2 separate regions of the Canis lupus genome follow, and region 2 is linked to region 1. A link is a contact called in public Hi-C data. All regions are on one chromosome and are shown on one strand. Each heading gives the region's core, a stretch centred on a gene start, on an enhancer-like site or on the middle of the called end of the contact. The rest is flanking DNA. Distances are from core to core; before and after follow the strand shown. Region 1 holds the start of DCAF12 (DDB1- and CUL4-associated factor 12). Region 2 overlaps UBAP1 (ubiquitin-associated protein 1).

The links. A called contact is a pair of places that touch in the nucleus more often than the background predicts.
Region 2: a contact with region 1 is called in a Hi-C map of blood, with 1.7 times the contacts expected there. The contact joins the enhancer-like site here to the promoter of DCAF12 in region 1. A contact is called at or near these places in 2 of 9 Hi-C or Micro-C datasets (amygdala and blood).

Annotation. Positions count from the first base shown.
Region 1 is chr11:51,112,199-51,119,904 of UU_Cfam_GSD_1.0, reverse strand. It overlaps DCAF12 (DDB1- and CUL4-associated factor 12), which reads left to right and starts at 3,541. Exons shown (of 9, transcript XM_038552649.1): 1 at 3,541-3,913; 2 at 6,261-6,515. The coding sequence starts at 3,908. LOC111098083 (a long non-coding RNA gene) reads right to left here and starts at 4,802. Exons shown (of 4, transcript XR_005366930.1): 1 at 3,375-4,802; 2 at 1,432-1,512.
Region 2 is chr11:51,209,775-51,217,480 of UU_Cfam_GSD_1.0, reverse strand. It overlaps UBAP1 (ubiquitin-associated protein 1), which reads right to left. Exons shown (of 6, transcript XM_038552645.1): 4 at 7,534-7,706; 5 at 6,752-6,853; 6 at 5,020-6,142. The coding sequence ends at 6,002. It overlaps KIF24 (kinesin-like protein KIF24), which reads left to right. Exons shown (of 13, transcript XM_038552625.1): 11 at 1-1,117; 12 at 2,242-2,335; 13 at 3,154-5,166. The coding sequence ends at 3,294. Among named protein-coding and RNA genes, the nearest start is that of KIF24, 74 kb to the left of the region's middle. Within about 2 kb of position 4,695, at least 4 of the 20 cell types and tissues checked have an H3K27ac peak or open chromatin away from gene starts, as enhancers often do. A contact at or near this core is called in blood, where this site is marked.

The DNA.
Region 1 (7,706 bases), core at 2,292-4,791:
ATTGTCTCTTAAAAGTACAAAGGAAAAAAAACAGGTAAAAAATGTTTGAATGTTTCTTTTTTTAAAAAAATATTTTTTATTTATTCATGAGAGACACACAGAGAGAGAGAGAGAGAGAGAGAGAGGCAGAGACACAGGCAGAGGAAGAAGCAGGCTCCATGCAGGGAGCCTGATGTAGGACTCGATCCCGGGTCTCCAGGATTACGCCCTGGGCCAAAGGTGGGCGCCAAACCGCTGAGCCATCCAAGGATCCCCCACAATGTTTATTTCTTTATACTGAGGTATACTAGCATAAACTGCATACTTAAATGTGCAGCTTGATGAATTTTACATATGTATGTAATAATCATCAGCAAGTACTAGTATAATCATCACCAAGATCAAGATATAGAAATTTCTGGGTACCTGGCTGGCTCAGTGGGTGGAACATGCAACTCTTGATCTCTGGGTTGTAGGTTCAATCCCCACGTTGGGTGTAGAGATTACTTAAAAATAAAATCTGTAAAGGGGCAAGCACCTGGTTGGCTCACTCTTCTTTTTTTTTTTGGTTGGCTCACTCTTAAGGAGCATGCAACTCTTGATCTCAGGGTGGTGAGTTTAGTATATGTGCTGCCGAAATGAGCACAAGGGTGGTGAGTTTGAGCCATCTTGAGTATAGAAATTACTAAAAGTAATTTTTTATTTTTTAAATATATATATATATACACACACACATACATGAACATACGTAGAAATTTCTTGCACACCAGGGGTGTTTGCAGGGCTCAGTCTGTTAAACATCTGCCTTTGGCTTGGGTCATGATCCTGGGGTCCTGGGATTGAGCCCTGAGTTGTGCCAGGCTCCCTGCTAAGTGGGGAGTCTGCTGCTCTCTCTGCCCTTCCCCCTACTCGTTTTCTCTCTCTCTCTCAAATAAATAAATAAAATATTTTAAAAAGAAAAAGAAATTTTCTTTTTTTTTTGAAAAAGAAATTTTCTGAACACCAGAAGCCTCCATTATTCTCCTAGTTAGTAACCAGTTAGCAAAGCAGTTAGTTAAATGACTTATTATTTTTTTTTAAGATTTTATTTATTTGACAGAGAGAGAGCACAAGCAGGGTGAGCAGCACAGGGAAAGGGAGAAGCAGGCTTCCCACCGAGCAGGGAACCTGATGTGGGGCTTGATCCCAGGACCCTGGGATCACGACTTGAGAGGCAGATGCTTAACCGACTGAGCCACTCAGGCACCCCAATACAGTGACTTCTATTACTATGATATTGGGATATAAGATATGTATTTGGTCTTTGTCCTGGTTCTTGACACAAAAGCTCCTAAGACTCTTATACTTTTCTAAGGGATAATGGTGAGAAGCAATCTTTTATTATTTATCAGTAATTCTCAATCAAACCTGAGTTTATGTTAATGGGGTGACTCAAGATGGTTCCTTAGATACCTTCAGGATGGTTCCTTGGATATAAGAGAAACCAACCATGTGATGCCAGGTTTGGAACTTTCAGCCTTAATTTCTCAACCTCTGGGAAAGGAAAAAAGGATGGGGATTGAATTAATTACCAAAAGTTAATGATTTTTTTTAACTTTAAAAATATTTTGAGAGAGAGAGCATGAACAGGAGGGATTGATAGAAGGGGGAGGAAGAAGCAGATTCCAGAGCAGGGAGACCCCAGGACCATGACCCAAGCTAAAGGCAGACACCTAACTGACTAAGCCACCCAGGCGCCCCAAAGAATAATGATTTAATGAATCATGCCTTCATAATGTAACCTCCACGTAAAACCTAAACTATGGGGTTTAGAGAACTTCCAAGTTGTTGAATATATCCACATGCTATGAGGGTAGTGTACCCCAAACTCCATAGGGAAAGAATCTTCTGTGTTCAGGACCCTTCCAGACCTCACTCTTCATCTGGCTGCTCATTTGTATCTTTTATAATAGCCTTTATAATAAACTGTTAATAGTATTTATTTTCTTGAGTCCTGTGAGTCATTATAGCAAATTATCAAACCTAATGAAGTCATCATGGGAACTGTCAATTTATCTACTATTGATTGACATTTTTAATAGATTTTATTTATTTATTTGAGAGAGAAAGAGAACGAGCAGTGGAGAAAGGCAGAGGCAGAGGGATAAAGAGAGAGGCGGACTCCCTACTGAGCAGGGAGCCCAACGTGGGGCTCGATCCCAGGACCCAAAGATAAGGCAGATGTTTAACCAACTGAGCCACCCAGGTGTCCCTATTGATTGACATATGAACTATTTCCCATTTGTAGCTGCTATGAATAAAACTGATTATTCTTTTGCCTTTTGGTGACCATAAACACTCATTTCTGTTGTTATAATCAGAAGTTGAAGTTTTGGATTATAAAGTACACGTACTCAGCTATAGTAGGTACTGTCATAGATTTTTCCAAATTGTACTAATTTACATGCTCACTAGTAATGTATGAAAGTTCCAGTCATTCTGCCTCCTTACCAATCCTTGGTATCATCAACAGGTTTGGGGGTTTTATTTTTGGTATCACTGGTCTTCTTTTTTTTTTAATATATTATTTATTTATTTATTTATTTATTTATTTATTTATTTATTTATTTATTTATTTATTTATTTATTAGAGAGAGAGCAAGCATGAGTGGGAGGGGCAGAGGGAGAGAGAATCTCAAGCAGACTCCACACTGAGCGAGGAGCCCAACATGGGGCTGATCCTACAACCCAGAGATCATGACCTGAGCTGAAGTCAAGAGTTGGACACTCAACCAACTGAGCCACCCTTGTACCCCCACACAATTGTTCTTAAAAGAGTGATGATACTGTGATACCTGGGTGCGTGAGTAGTAGGTTAAGTGTCTGATTCTTGCTTTCTCCTCAGGTAGAGATCTCAAGGTAGTGAGATCAAGCCCCAGGTTGGGCTCAGTGGGAAGTCTGCCTGAGATTCTCTCTCTTCCTCTCTGTTTGCCCCTCCCCACCTGCATGCACATGCGTGTGCTCTCTCTCAAATAAATAAATACATGTTAATAAAATAAATAGGGATCCCTGGGTGGTGCAGCGGTTTGGCACCTGCCTTTGGCCCAGGGCACGATCCTGGAGACCCGGGATCGAATCCCACGTCGGGCTCCCGGTGCATGGAGCCTGCTTCTCCCTCTGCCTGTGTCTCTGCCTCTCTCTCTCTCTCTCTGTGTGTGACTATCATAAATAAATAAATAAATTTAAAATAAATAAATAAATAAATAAATAAATAAATAAATAAATAAATAAAATAAATAAAGGCAATTGTGGATTTTTAAACTTCCCGGTGAATCTTCATTCCACAGAAATTATAAGCTCTGTTGGGAAGTGCATTTGGGGCTAGTTCCTGGGATGCCAAGATAAAGCGTACTAACCTTAAGGATGAGGCTGAAGCCTCTGACTGGGCAATACCATGTGCAGCCTGGCATGAGCCTAGAGATTCTCAAAGGAATTCCAGATTCTTGCCCAATGGGCTCCTGGGTCATCAAGGGCATTGTGAGGCAAGACAGAACTGGAACAATAGGCTTAAAAAGGAAACTGAACCACTTCTGACCCATTCACTCTGTGCATGTCTCTGAAGGGATAGGCCTGATGAAGTAAGATGGGGCTGCCTTTCCCAAGGTGGCATTAGAAATTAGTGGCAGTGCCCACTTGGGATGGCAGAGGACCCTGTCTCAATCTGGTCTTTGTTTTGGTGTGGAAAACAAATCCAAATCTTGTAGGCAGAGCTTCGGATGGGTCAACAGAGCTCCCTGGAGGTATGAGGTCTGAAGCAACCATCATCAGGTAACTGGGCACTAGAGCCCGAGGACAGTCAACCCCAAGCAAGAGCATCCTGCTTCCTCAAAGAGTTTCTGTGCCTGAGGAAAGTGGAAGCCAGCGCAAATTCCTACAGGATCTTCTGAAAATGGAGGCAAGGGTGATCCTGAAGAAGCCCCGTTATCTAACTGACCGACAAGCAACATCCACTCTACTCTCTTCTCTGTGGTTCAGAGTTTCACCCCATCTGCCCTCATGGAGATGCAACCAGGGTCCCCAGGGAGAGGCAGGCAGGGGTCCTGTCCTCAATTTAGGACTGCATGGGAGACATACAAAACATAACTTAAGGCATGAGACCTATTTCATAAAGCACAAAAGGCAGTGTGGCCGGTAGGTCGTGAGAATCTGAAGGTCGTAGCTGAGGGAAAGCTCACTTGAGGGGCTGTTACGGTTAGGGCAGGAGAGATGGTTAGGCGGGGGAGGTGGCCAGCAGGGAGGCATGACTGCGTGGAGAATGGAGCCCGTGGGCTCCCCAGGGATGGGAAGGAGGCGGCCAGAGCCCTGGGGAGCATCCTGGGCTGGTAATGCCAGGCAGGGCAGAAACGCTGCGGAGGGCAAGTCTGGCCAGGCGGGCGTGGACCCTAAGCCGGACTCCACCTTGCGAGGGTGGAGGAAGGAGGTCCTGCCTCCGGGCATAGAGTACAGCCCACGGTGTCAGCGCTCCGTTTCCGATAGGTTCGGGGAAAGTGCGGCGCTCAGTAAGAGATAACCAGTGGCAGCTGCCGGGTAAAGGCGTGTGCCGGGAGGAATTCCTAACCGGAGCGAGGATAGCCGTCCTCACTTCCGGGTGCCTGCGGACGGGCAGGCGGGGATCCGCGGTCCACGGCAGAACGCAGATTCCTTCGACCCCGGGTCTTCCACCTCAGCGGCCATCTGACGACCGTTGGAAATGCGCGGGCGGCAGCCAAACAACTGCCGCGAACTCTCCACTCGCAGGCCCTAAACCCCACCCCTGAAGGCCCGGCAGCGTCGCCGTGGCGACATGCTGCGGAGTGCGGCTGCGCAAGGGTGACGGAGCGCGGGCGAAGGGGAGGGGGTGTTTTGGTTCTCGCCGCTCGCCGTCCTTTCAGACTCAATTCGTCTGAGAGCTGCTCGTTTCTTCCTCCCCGGCCCTTTCCCTTTCCCGACCCCTGCCCTCCCTCCCTCCTTTCTCTCTGCTTGCCTCCCCGGGTCCGGGCCATTTTCCGGGCCAGGCGCACAAAAGTGCGCGGCCCCGGGGCCCAGTATATGACCCGCCGTCTTGCTAACCCTAGCTACCCCCGCCCCATGTGGCTGCGGGGCCGCTGCGGCGCTGCCCACTATGGCCCGGAAAGCAGTTAGCAGGAAGCGGAAAGCGCCCGCCTCGCCAGGAGCTGGGAGCGACGCTCAGTGCCCGCAGGTGAGGGCTGAGAGGCCTGGACCCGGGTTCTACCGCCGAGGCACCTAGAGCGGGGGAGGGTTCTAAGATCAGGAAACCGGAACCCGGGGACCAAGGTTTGTAGTCAGAGATGGGGCAGGAGTGGGGCCCCAGCCTGTAGGGTCAGGGCCGGGCCCGGCCCTCAGGGATTCAGAGAAGAGCAGAAAGGCCAGAGCAATCAGGAGCTAAAGGGAAACTTGGAACAGGGCCTATTCCAGGGAAGCCCTGCAGCCGGTCGTGGGGCTTGAGAAGAAGCTACAATCTTGTCCTTGGCGGAAGGGAAACCAACGTCGATGGGAATCAGGAACAAAACCTCCCAGAAGATACTGGGAGACCGTAAAGTCCCCCTTCCGGGACCTCGGGAAGCGGAGATGATTGCGTGCTTTATATGGGAAATAGGTTTCCCTGACCTGGGCTTTTTGCCTCTTGGATCGGTATAAAAAACAGCAGTTCTCAGGTATCATCCCTATAACGCCCTTGTTGAACGCGTTTCATACTCTGATTTCCCGTGCCTCCTACTCCCTTAGTGTTTGATTTTTCGCGATTCCTCAACGGCCTGGAGCGCGGGCCTGGTGACAGGGGGGTGGCCCTGATTGCGTGTCCCTGGAAGGCGTGGGACCCCAGTCTGCCCCCAGCTGCACTCTCCATGCTCCACGGGGAGTACAGACTGAGAGGGGAGACGGTGCGTGGGTAGAGATGCAGCTCAGGTCGGTATAGTAATTATTTGGTCCTTCGTTCCCTTCCTTATCAAGGATAGCTTTAGGGACTCTGAATCCTTTGCTCCTAACAGGCCTGGTAAACCTTTTGACCTCTTTTCTGCTTCCTTTCCCTTGTCTTTCAGTCCTTGTTTCTCATACGTAGGTTTGACTGAGTAGCATCTTTTCAGTGTTGGAAGAGTTAAACTGGACTTTTCTGTATTGAGATTCCTGTTCTGTTGTATGTCAATCCTGCGGGATGAATTCTTGGTGATTTCTCTGATACAGGAGGATCCCTTGTTCTGAACAAAGGTGGCCAAAGCCCTAATTTCTAATATTGCTTTCCACAGTTTGGCTGGGATCATTCACTTCACAAAAGGAAAAGACTCCCCCCAGTGAAGAGATCCTTAGTGTACTACTTGAAGAACCGAGAAGTCAGGCTTCAGAATGAAACCAACTATTCTCGAGTGCTGCATGGCTATGCAGCACAGCAACTTCCCAGTCTCCTGAAGGAAAGAGAGTTTCACCTTGGGACCCTTAATAAAGTGTTTGCATCTCAGTGGCTGAATCATAGGCAAGTGGTGTGTGGCACAAAATGCAACACGGTAAGTGTCTAGGGGGTAAATGAACCTTATTCTAGGACCTGGATACATTTTGGCTCCACATGCTCTAAAACCTTTCACTGCTCATTTTCCCCATTGGTTTCTTTTGGGAGGAGATTGGCTCACTCTGCTTTCCATCCCCTTCCTATCTGCTGAAAACTTCTTCCTCTCTTTATGTCCCTTTTCCCATTTCCTCATTTCTTTCTTGATAAATCTTCAGAGGAGTCTATTTCTTTAGGCCTCTTGCCATACAGCTGTTACACTGATTTTAGGGTTTCTTTAGCCTCACTTTTTTATGTTGCTTTAAGTCAAGGACCTCAGAGGAAAGATTTAGGAAGGAATGATGCTCAGGAAACATAATAGTGGGAACCTAGTTCTTATCTGCTAGGCTAAGGGCACATATAAAAATATTTAAAATGAGGGGATCCCTGGGTGGCTCAGCGGTTCAGCGCCTGCCTTTGGCCCAGCGCGTGATCCTGGAATCCCGGGATCGAGTCCTGCATCGGGTTCCCTGCATGGAGACTGCTTCTCCCTCGGCCTGTGTCTCTGTCTCTGTCTCTCTCTCTGTCTATCATGAATAAATAAATAAAATTTAAAAATATATATTTAAAATTACATTTGGCGGGTACCTGGGTGGCTCAGTTGGTTAAGCATCCGACTCTCAGTTTCAGCTCAGGTCATGATCAGGGTCGTGAGATGGAGCCCTGTGTTGGGTTCCATGATCTGCACAGAGTCTGCATGAGATTCCCTGTCTCCTTCTGCCCCGCCTGCTCATGCTCTTGCACTCTCTCTCTAAAATAAATCTTAAAAAAATAAATAAATAAAATAGCACTTGGCAAAATCACCCTCCCCGAACATTTTTGAGTAGAATCTAAAGATATATTTCCTTTAAGAAAGGTCACAAAAGGTATGTTTGGTGGTTTCAGGTTGCGAATGTTTGTTCTTTGCAAAGTAGCCTCCTGAAAAGGATTCAAGAAAGAAAAAATAAGTATTATATGGAGAGGGGAGTGTTTTTGTGCAGAATAACTTAGAAAACAGTTATAAGTGAATGAAGGGAAAAATTTATCAGTAAGCTATATAATCACAATTATAGGAATAGATAAAATACATCAATCCATGATTGGATATTGCAGATATAATGGGAACAGAAGAACACAAGTATCATGATGTTAGAGGAATGGTGAGAGGCAGGGC
Region 2 (7,706 bases), core at 3,446-5,945, 96 kb before region 1:
TGGACTGGAGCAGAGAGGAGGAATCTACCTCCTTGGGTCTTTCTCCCAGAGACAACTTGGCAGAGAAGCCTTACTGCTCACAGATAGACTTTGTACATGGCCAAAAAAGAGACGGTGGCCCAGCCTCTGATCTCAGACAGAATACTTTCAGAAGTGAGGTTCCTGAGCAGGCTGAGGTTAGTTCACTATCCCCAGAGGAAGATGGCTTCCCTTTGTCACTATCCCATGGTGCAGTTCAAGGAGCTGGAGACCAAAGAAATACGGTCAGCACACCTCTTAGAGAAGATGGACAAGACAGCCCAACTCTGGTGACCAAAACACTAAAAAACGGTTACCCTTACCAAGAAGACCATAGAGGGGAATCAGGCACGTGCTCTGAATGTGCTTCTGGACTGATGGCTCCCCTCACTGTGTCCCTCCTAGAGAACACAGACGATGAGGGCCCTCTTCCCTCGGAGCAGCTGGCCCAGGATGAGACTGCTCACAGTCTAGAAGCAACAGAGGGCCCACCTATGGGCCACACAATGTCATCTGATGATCAAAAGGCACTCCTACCAGTGTCTTTGGCAACTGGGCACTTGTGGCTCTCATCATCTCCCCCTGACAATAAGCCTGGTGGCAGTCTTCCAGCTCTGTCTCCATCACCCATCCGTCAGCACCCACCTGACAAGCTGCCCTTCAGTGAGGCTGACCTAGAGGAGGTCAGCCAGAGCAGAGAGACTGCACACTCCTCCCAAGAACAGATGGGTAGCCAGCAGTATGATGCTGATGCTGAGGCAACAGAGCTGAGCAGTTTCCAGGAGTTCCCAGGAAAGCCCTTCACCATACATACTGGAGGACCCCACCCTGCAACTATACTCACCCCACAAACAGAAAGTAATGATATGGCTGACCAGCCGTGGGCCCAGGAAAGAAAACATCCAACAGGACTTGGTTGGCAGGAGCTAGTAAGTTTGTCCAGAGATCCCATCAAGTTGCCCTGCTACAACAGGGACATCATGTGGCTCAAATACAGGCCAATCCCAAGGTGCTTAGCAAGGCCAGGCTCTCCCTTGGTCCCTGGCTGCTCTCCAAAGACTACAGGGACACTCCATCAGCTCACCCTGGGTCATGCACAGTAAGTTGGAATTCTCCCCAAGACTTGAGCCCCTTTGGCACCCCTTTCCACCCCAGCCTAACATATGTCTCTTCTGGGAATGGCTACTACTGGTTCAGTGTCAGAGATATACTAAAACTAAGAGGCTTTTCTCTAGCTTTTTGAGGAAGCAGGCTTGCCAGGGTGGGTGACTCCGAGTCTGGGAAAGCTGGGACTTAAGTGAGAAAAGGGAGGATCTGTCCCCTTCAGCAAGCCTGTGACCTGTGGTGAGATCGGAATCCTCTTCATTCTGTTGGGTCTGTGTTCCTGGAAGGGCTGCCCAGAGGCATACCAGGTGCAGCCTGGTGCCCTCAGAACCAAGGCAAGGTGGGCACCTTCCAGGATGGCAAAGGTCAAAAACAGGGACTGGTGATTTGTGCTGCTTTCCCCAAAGGATGCTTTGGATAGTGCAGCAAAGAGAAAGTATAGAGAAAGATCCAGCAGGGTCCCTTAGCATGAGATGCCGGGGAGATAGTGGGTATATGGGAACAGAGGCTACAGCTTTTGCTAGGGCTCCTAAGATCTAGGCCAGCTGTGTACCTGCTGCTCACTGGGGCTCAGGCTAGGCCGTGGACAAAGAGAAGGACTTGCAGGGATGTATAGGTGAAGTGCCCACCTGTCCCAGGACACTATCAGTAAGGTCTGACAAAAGTCAGATCCTCCAGTTACTAGCTCAAATCCCCTACTTTAGTGCTGGGACTCCCCATAGGAAGTAGAAATGATGGCAGGCAGGGGAGGCAGTAGGCTCCACCTTGTGCCAAGCATGTCAGCTACAGTGGTCACAGCCTTGAGCCTTTTAGCAGGGAAGCTTGGGGCAGCTCCTGTAAAGGAGAAGCAGCACTCATCCCTGTTCCTCAGGGTAGCTGGGGAGCCAGGAACAGTCGAGAAGCCCCCTTTCCAGTATCTTCTTGGTACATTCTCATCCCTAGACGAATCTGGAGAAGAACAGGTGACGGGAGGAGGTGGTGGTGGGCTGGCCCTAGTCCAAGCTTTGACCACTCTGGGCAGGGGCAGCTCCTGGTCAGAAAATGAGGCTCAGCTCCAGAAAAGATGCCTGGGAAAGATGGGAGGCCCAGAGGATCACAGTGTTCCCTCTGGTGTTCCAGGCAGGTGGTCATCCAAGCACACCAGGAACAGCTGGATAGAATGGCAGAACTGGGCTTCAAGGAGGAGACCCTGCTGAGCCAGCTGGCTCTTAATGTAAGTGGTTTTGGCTAGACACTTGGGGGCTCTTGGGAATTAGCCCACAGGTAGTCTGCTGGCCATCCTTGTTTGCTGTGGTTGTGTTTGAAGTAAGGTCTGCCATCGTACTCTAAGAGAACTTGGGGCTCCTCTTACCATTCCTCTGACATAGCTCAAGCAGGTGCAAGGATAGGTGGGAGATGGTGCTGCACTTCCCATTTTCAGGCTAAAATGTTTCCATCCTTTGCCATTCCGCCTTTTTATTTGGCTTGCTGGAGCCCCTCCCTGTGATGGTAAGTGACATGCCACATGCAGACCAGAGGTACTTTTTTTTTTTTTAAGTAGGCCTCATGCCCAGTGTGAAGCCCAATGCAGGGCTTGAACTCAGGATCCTGAGGTCAAGACTTGAGCTGAGATCAAGAGTTGGACACGTAATTGACTGAGCCGCCCAGGCGCCCCTAACTAGAAGCACTTTTACAAAAATACCCCTCTGCCCTGCAAAATACCTATCTACATAGAAGTTGCTAAAATGCAGGGGTGAGTGGCTGGCTCAGTCTGAAGTGTGCGACTCTTGATCTTGGGGTTGTAGGTTTGAGCCCCACATTGGGTTTAGAGAATAAAGATAAAGTCTTTTTTTTTTTTTTTTTTAAGTTTTTCAAATGCAGAGAAATGAGCCTTACTCTGTGCCACAGTGATTATCCTGCAGACTTTCCACCTGAAGGAAGGGCCTAGGCTCTCAAAGTTTCCTGCAAGAAAAGGGACTAGAAAAGCAGATCCTTGGCAGAAAAAGCCAGCAAAAGCAAAAGTCCATATTTGTCCTTTGTTTCCTTTCTCAGGATTTTGAAGATTTTGTGACCCAGCTGGATGAAATCCTGGCTCTGAAATCCAAGTGCATCCAGAGTCTGAGGAGCCAGCTTCAGCTGTACCTGACCTGCCACAGGCCGACCACAGTCCCTGAGAGGACAGTGGTGTCTTAGAACAAGATCTAGTATGAGGTGATGGGGGCAGCTCAGAAACTTGTACTGAATTCCCAGGCGCTGGCGGGTCCTTCCTACAAATCCTAGAACCCACTCCGCAGTCCTGCCTACTAGCCTCTCTCCCCACCCCAGCCACACATGGCCTTGACTAGGCCCCAGCACAATTCCAAGCACAGGAACATCTGGAAGGAAGGACAGAGCAGGCTAAAAAAACTTAATATGCCCCTTCTAAACCCTTAATATGGGGCTAGAAGAGTATTTTGTCTGGGTGGGGGAAACACACTTGGGTCTGATAACCTTGTGGATGTGTCTAAATTTGAGGATCAAAGAATGGGGTGGGTCAGTGGTAACCTAGAGGTCAGAGGTAACAAGCTGGGGAAGAAAACGTGAACTAAACAAAAACAAACAAACAAAAAAAAACGTGAACTCAGGGGCTTTGTTAGCTGAATACTATTCTTCAAGACTTGGCCAAAAACTAGTAAAACACTTGAGGCAGAGCTCACCCTACCCCATTAGCTCCTGGAGACTGGTGGGACAGGCTTCGTGTCCCCAGTTCCCCTCCCTTCCTGCAATTCAGACACAGAAGAGAGTGCTCACATCACTGCATTACTCTCTTAATAGCACTCATGCTCCTGTAGCAGTTCCTGGCTCACCTGCCACGCCCTTTCGTGGCAAAGGTGAAGAAGTGGAGGATCTTGTGCAGGTCTATCTCCTCACCTTACCTTTTATCCAGCATCATCCTGGTTGTGCAGTCCCTCTCAAGGGCCTGTGTTCAGTAGTATCTTGGCACGGAGTGCTCTAGTCAACAGTCCAAGACTCTGAGGTTGCATTTTTATACACACACCCCTTCAACATGAGTTCTGCCTGCTGTATATCTTCATCGGGAAGCTCAAGACAAATACAAAGTGGTCTGTCACTTGCTAGGGCCACTTTGGGTCAGATAAGATGCATATGTCACAGCCTTGGCCCTGATGCCCACTGTAATGTGTGAAGCTTCAGTTTCTTACAGGGAAAGGATACCTTTTTAAGGTTTTAAAAAGAGGGCTTAATTAAAAAGGTACGAGAAGGGCCAACTGGCTTTCTCAGCCTGCCAATCCTGCCACCCTTTGCCTGATCTGAGCACTAGAGGGCGGCCTTTTCCCAGTTTCCTGGCCCAAAAGTTCTGCATTCTCCTTATCGGATCACTAGAATTAGAGACCCACTCCCAGCCAAGAGCACAAGAGGGACTGTGGGATGGCATTAAGCATAAGGACAAGAAACTTCAGGGAGGACTCTGGACTTTAGTTCTCAGCTACAGCAGCAGCACTGAGAGCTAGTGAAGCAGTCTGAATCCAGCCCTGACTGTGGCACACAGCACATAAATGCCTGATGGGTCTCATGGGAAAAGGGACTTCCTCATTTCTGAATGATTGCCCCAAAGGCCCAGCCTGTTTCACCTCCACAGTTAGTCTGGCAGGAAGGCTTGTCCTTGGTTCCAGAGACTGAGTTAGGTCAAGTTTTTAACAGATCCTCATTTGGGCCTGCTCTGCAAACCAAAAGCCAGGGCTGACTGCAGGGCCAGCTCCTGGGTCCCACTGACCTAAGAGTGAGAAGAAAGTACTAAAAAGACAGAAAATGGTTAGTACCTGTTTTCATCCCCAGCAAATGGAAGCAGGAATTCCTTCCCCACCCACCCCACCCCCTCAATAAAATAGCACTTGGCAATAAAATTATCACAGCAGGACATACCTTTTAGATTTTTATTAGTAGTTTTCTGAAGAATCAAAATAGTTAGCAAATTACTTTAGATTCATCAAGACTGTATATCCTTTGTATTTAGATCTTTAATGATGTACAACAGAATATAAAACAAATGAAAGAGACTGATTTCTATGACTAGGTGTTACTCGTGTCATCCTAGAGCAGGGGGCTGGGGGGAGAGGCCGTTCTCCAAGGAGAACCGAGGTGGAGCTAGTGCTGGGCTACTGTACTGCAGCCTGTTTCTCCCCCACTCTGTGCTGGGAAGGAGCCAATGATTTCTTAAACTGACGACAGTTTCTAGAGCAGGGGGCTCTAAAATCCTGGGTAGCAGAAGACTGTGGTCCAAATCAAGCCAAAAGAAACAGGCTGGGGCAGGGAAGCATGGTAACTGCCTGGCAAAAGAGGCAAACTCAGCGCCCCACATGGAAAGGGCATTCTTTGCACCTCAGAGACGTTGCAGAACCAGTGTTAACACTAAGAGACTTTGTTAAGAAAAAAAAAAAAAAAAAAACCCTGGAAGAACCTTTCAATTGCACTCAACTTGGATTAAGAGTTCAGTCCACCGGGGCAGGGGAGGGAAGCATCTAGCCCTAAAGCAGCACTGAGTCTGGCCCTCCCACCCCTTCTCCCTGCCTCCTTTTGGCAGCTGAGCCAGGTTTCAGCTGAGGACGTACAGACTCCAGAAGGACCAGGGAGGGTTTCTCTGGAGGGCTGAGGTGGGAAGGACACTTCTCAAAATACAAACATGTTTAATATGGAAGGAGCCAGGGCAGTGCTAGAGGCATTCACATGCCCCAATCTTTCCTACTTTTTCCCCAGCTCAGAGACTGGCAAGCACAGTCTCCACACCTGACCTTCCACCCCCAAAAGAAAATCGGGAAGTGTGCCCCCCTCTCCTTCCCTACACGTGGGCTCCTCAGCGCCTCCTGCAGGGGTGGTTCCATGGCAGGGCCTATGCAGCCTGGTCTCAGCTGGCTCCTGCCCGAGCCATGAGGTCTTCGAGAGCATTGTCCTGGTCATTGTTGTGTAGTAGCAGAACTTCCTTAATGTCTTTCAGTTCAAAGCCCATTTCCTTAAATTTGCTCATTAACTGAAGAAACTCCATCATCTAAGGGATAGAAGAAAATAAAGATTGAAGAAAGGGGTCTGGGCACAAAGCAGGGTGGAGGAATGTCCATATAGGGGGCTGCTTGGGAGGAATCTGCATCTTTTGCCAAAGCCTCCTGAGTCTCTCTGAGGTCTCCCAGCAAGCAGAGGGTGGCTGTGGAGGAAGCCAAGGCAGACTAGTTGATGGTATAACTCATCCTTCAGAAACTATGCCCAGTTCCAAATTCTGCTGACTCATGGGTCCCACTAACCAAAATCCATACTCACACCAAGGCAGGATACTGAACCCAGAAACAGCTGCTCTCCAGAGAGCAGGCTAGGCAAAGAGACTATAGATCTCCCCAGTCATCCAAAAGTCTAGCTTTTTGCCCAGGTCATTTCCATTTTCCCTTCCCTTTCCTTTCCCTGGGACTCTAGACAGTCTTCAACCCAGTGCTTCGTCAAACGTAACAACCCAAACTAGCTGAATGCCTATCTGGACACTTGAGAGAAAATGCATTCTGACTACTTCTGTCTGCAGTCACTGGTAGGGAAAGAGGGTTCTTGGCCAGAGGAAAACTACTTTGTCCCTCCTTTCCAGAGGGTTCCTATAAAACACAAAAGGTCCTACCTTTTCCTCTGAACACTGGTGCATTTCCAGAGCTTCTTCCACTAAAAGAGGGTCGAAGCCCTTTTCACAGAGCTGTCCGTGTGCAAAGAGATAGTCGAGAATCTTAAGAAAAGAAAAGGAGGTTTGAGGATCTATTACCACTCTTTTCGGTGCTTCCCAAGAGTCTTACACAAGCCAGCAAGTGTGATGTCTGCTCCCCACCTCGCTATTAGATTCTGGATAGGACTTGATTTTCTACTGTGAACCGCATCTAACACAACAGGACCTCAGTGACTATTTGCTGAATAGGTAGGCACACCCTTCTAAACACGAGCAGTCATTTTTCAAAGGAATTCCTGTCACAACTGACTCCCGTCTCCCATAATGTCAACTCCACAGCCTGGGCAGGATATTCTAACAAAAAGGCCACGTCAGAAATGGCCCCAAGGTTTAGGACTCCAGTACCCTATTTTGGAACACTCTGGGGCAGCTATGACAAGATAAACGTTTCTAGGAGACATCTGACCATACCTCAAGCCTAGTGTGCCCTCTCAGGAGGGGTAGAGAACAGTCCAATGGCTCAAATACTCCCAGGGCTTTTCTCCAGCCTAGGTCCCAGAGCAGCCCCTTAAGTAGAAGCACTATGCTGAGGGCGTGAGTTTCCCCGGACAAATTGCCGAGTCATGCCAACTCACAACGCTGGGGCTGAGTGTGATAGGGCTCTAGGATACAAGCAGGACACTGTTCTAGGACCTCTCTCCAGGCTGATCCCACCATCACCAACCAGCCAACCAACCACTCACCTGCTCAATATTCTCTCCTTTCTTCTTCATGGCTCTCAGGACACACTCATATGAGTAGCCCATGTTGACCACTGTCTCCACACACTGCCGCTCACTGGGGGACAGTGTTTGCAGTTCTGAATAGGCCTGGGGACAGCTGGGAGCATTGGGCACTTGTGACATTGAGAAATTAG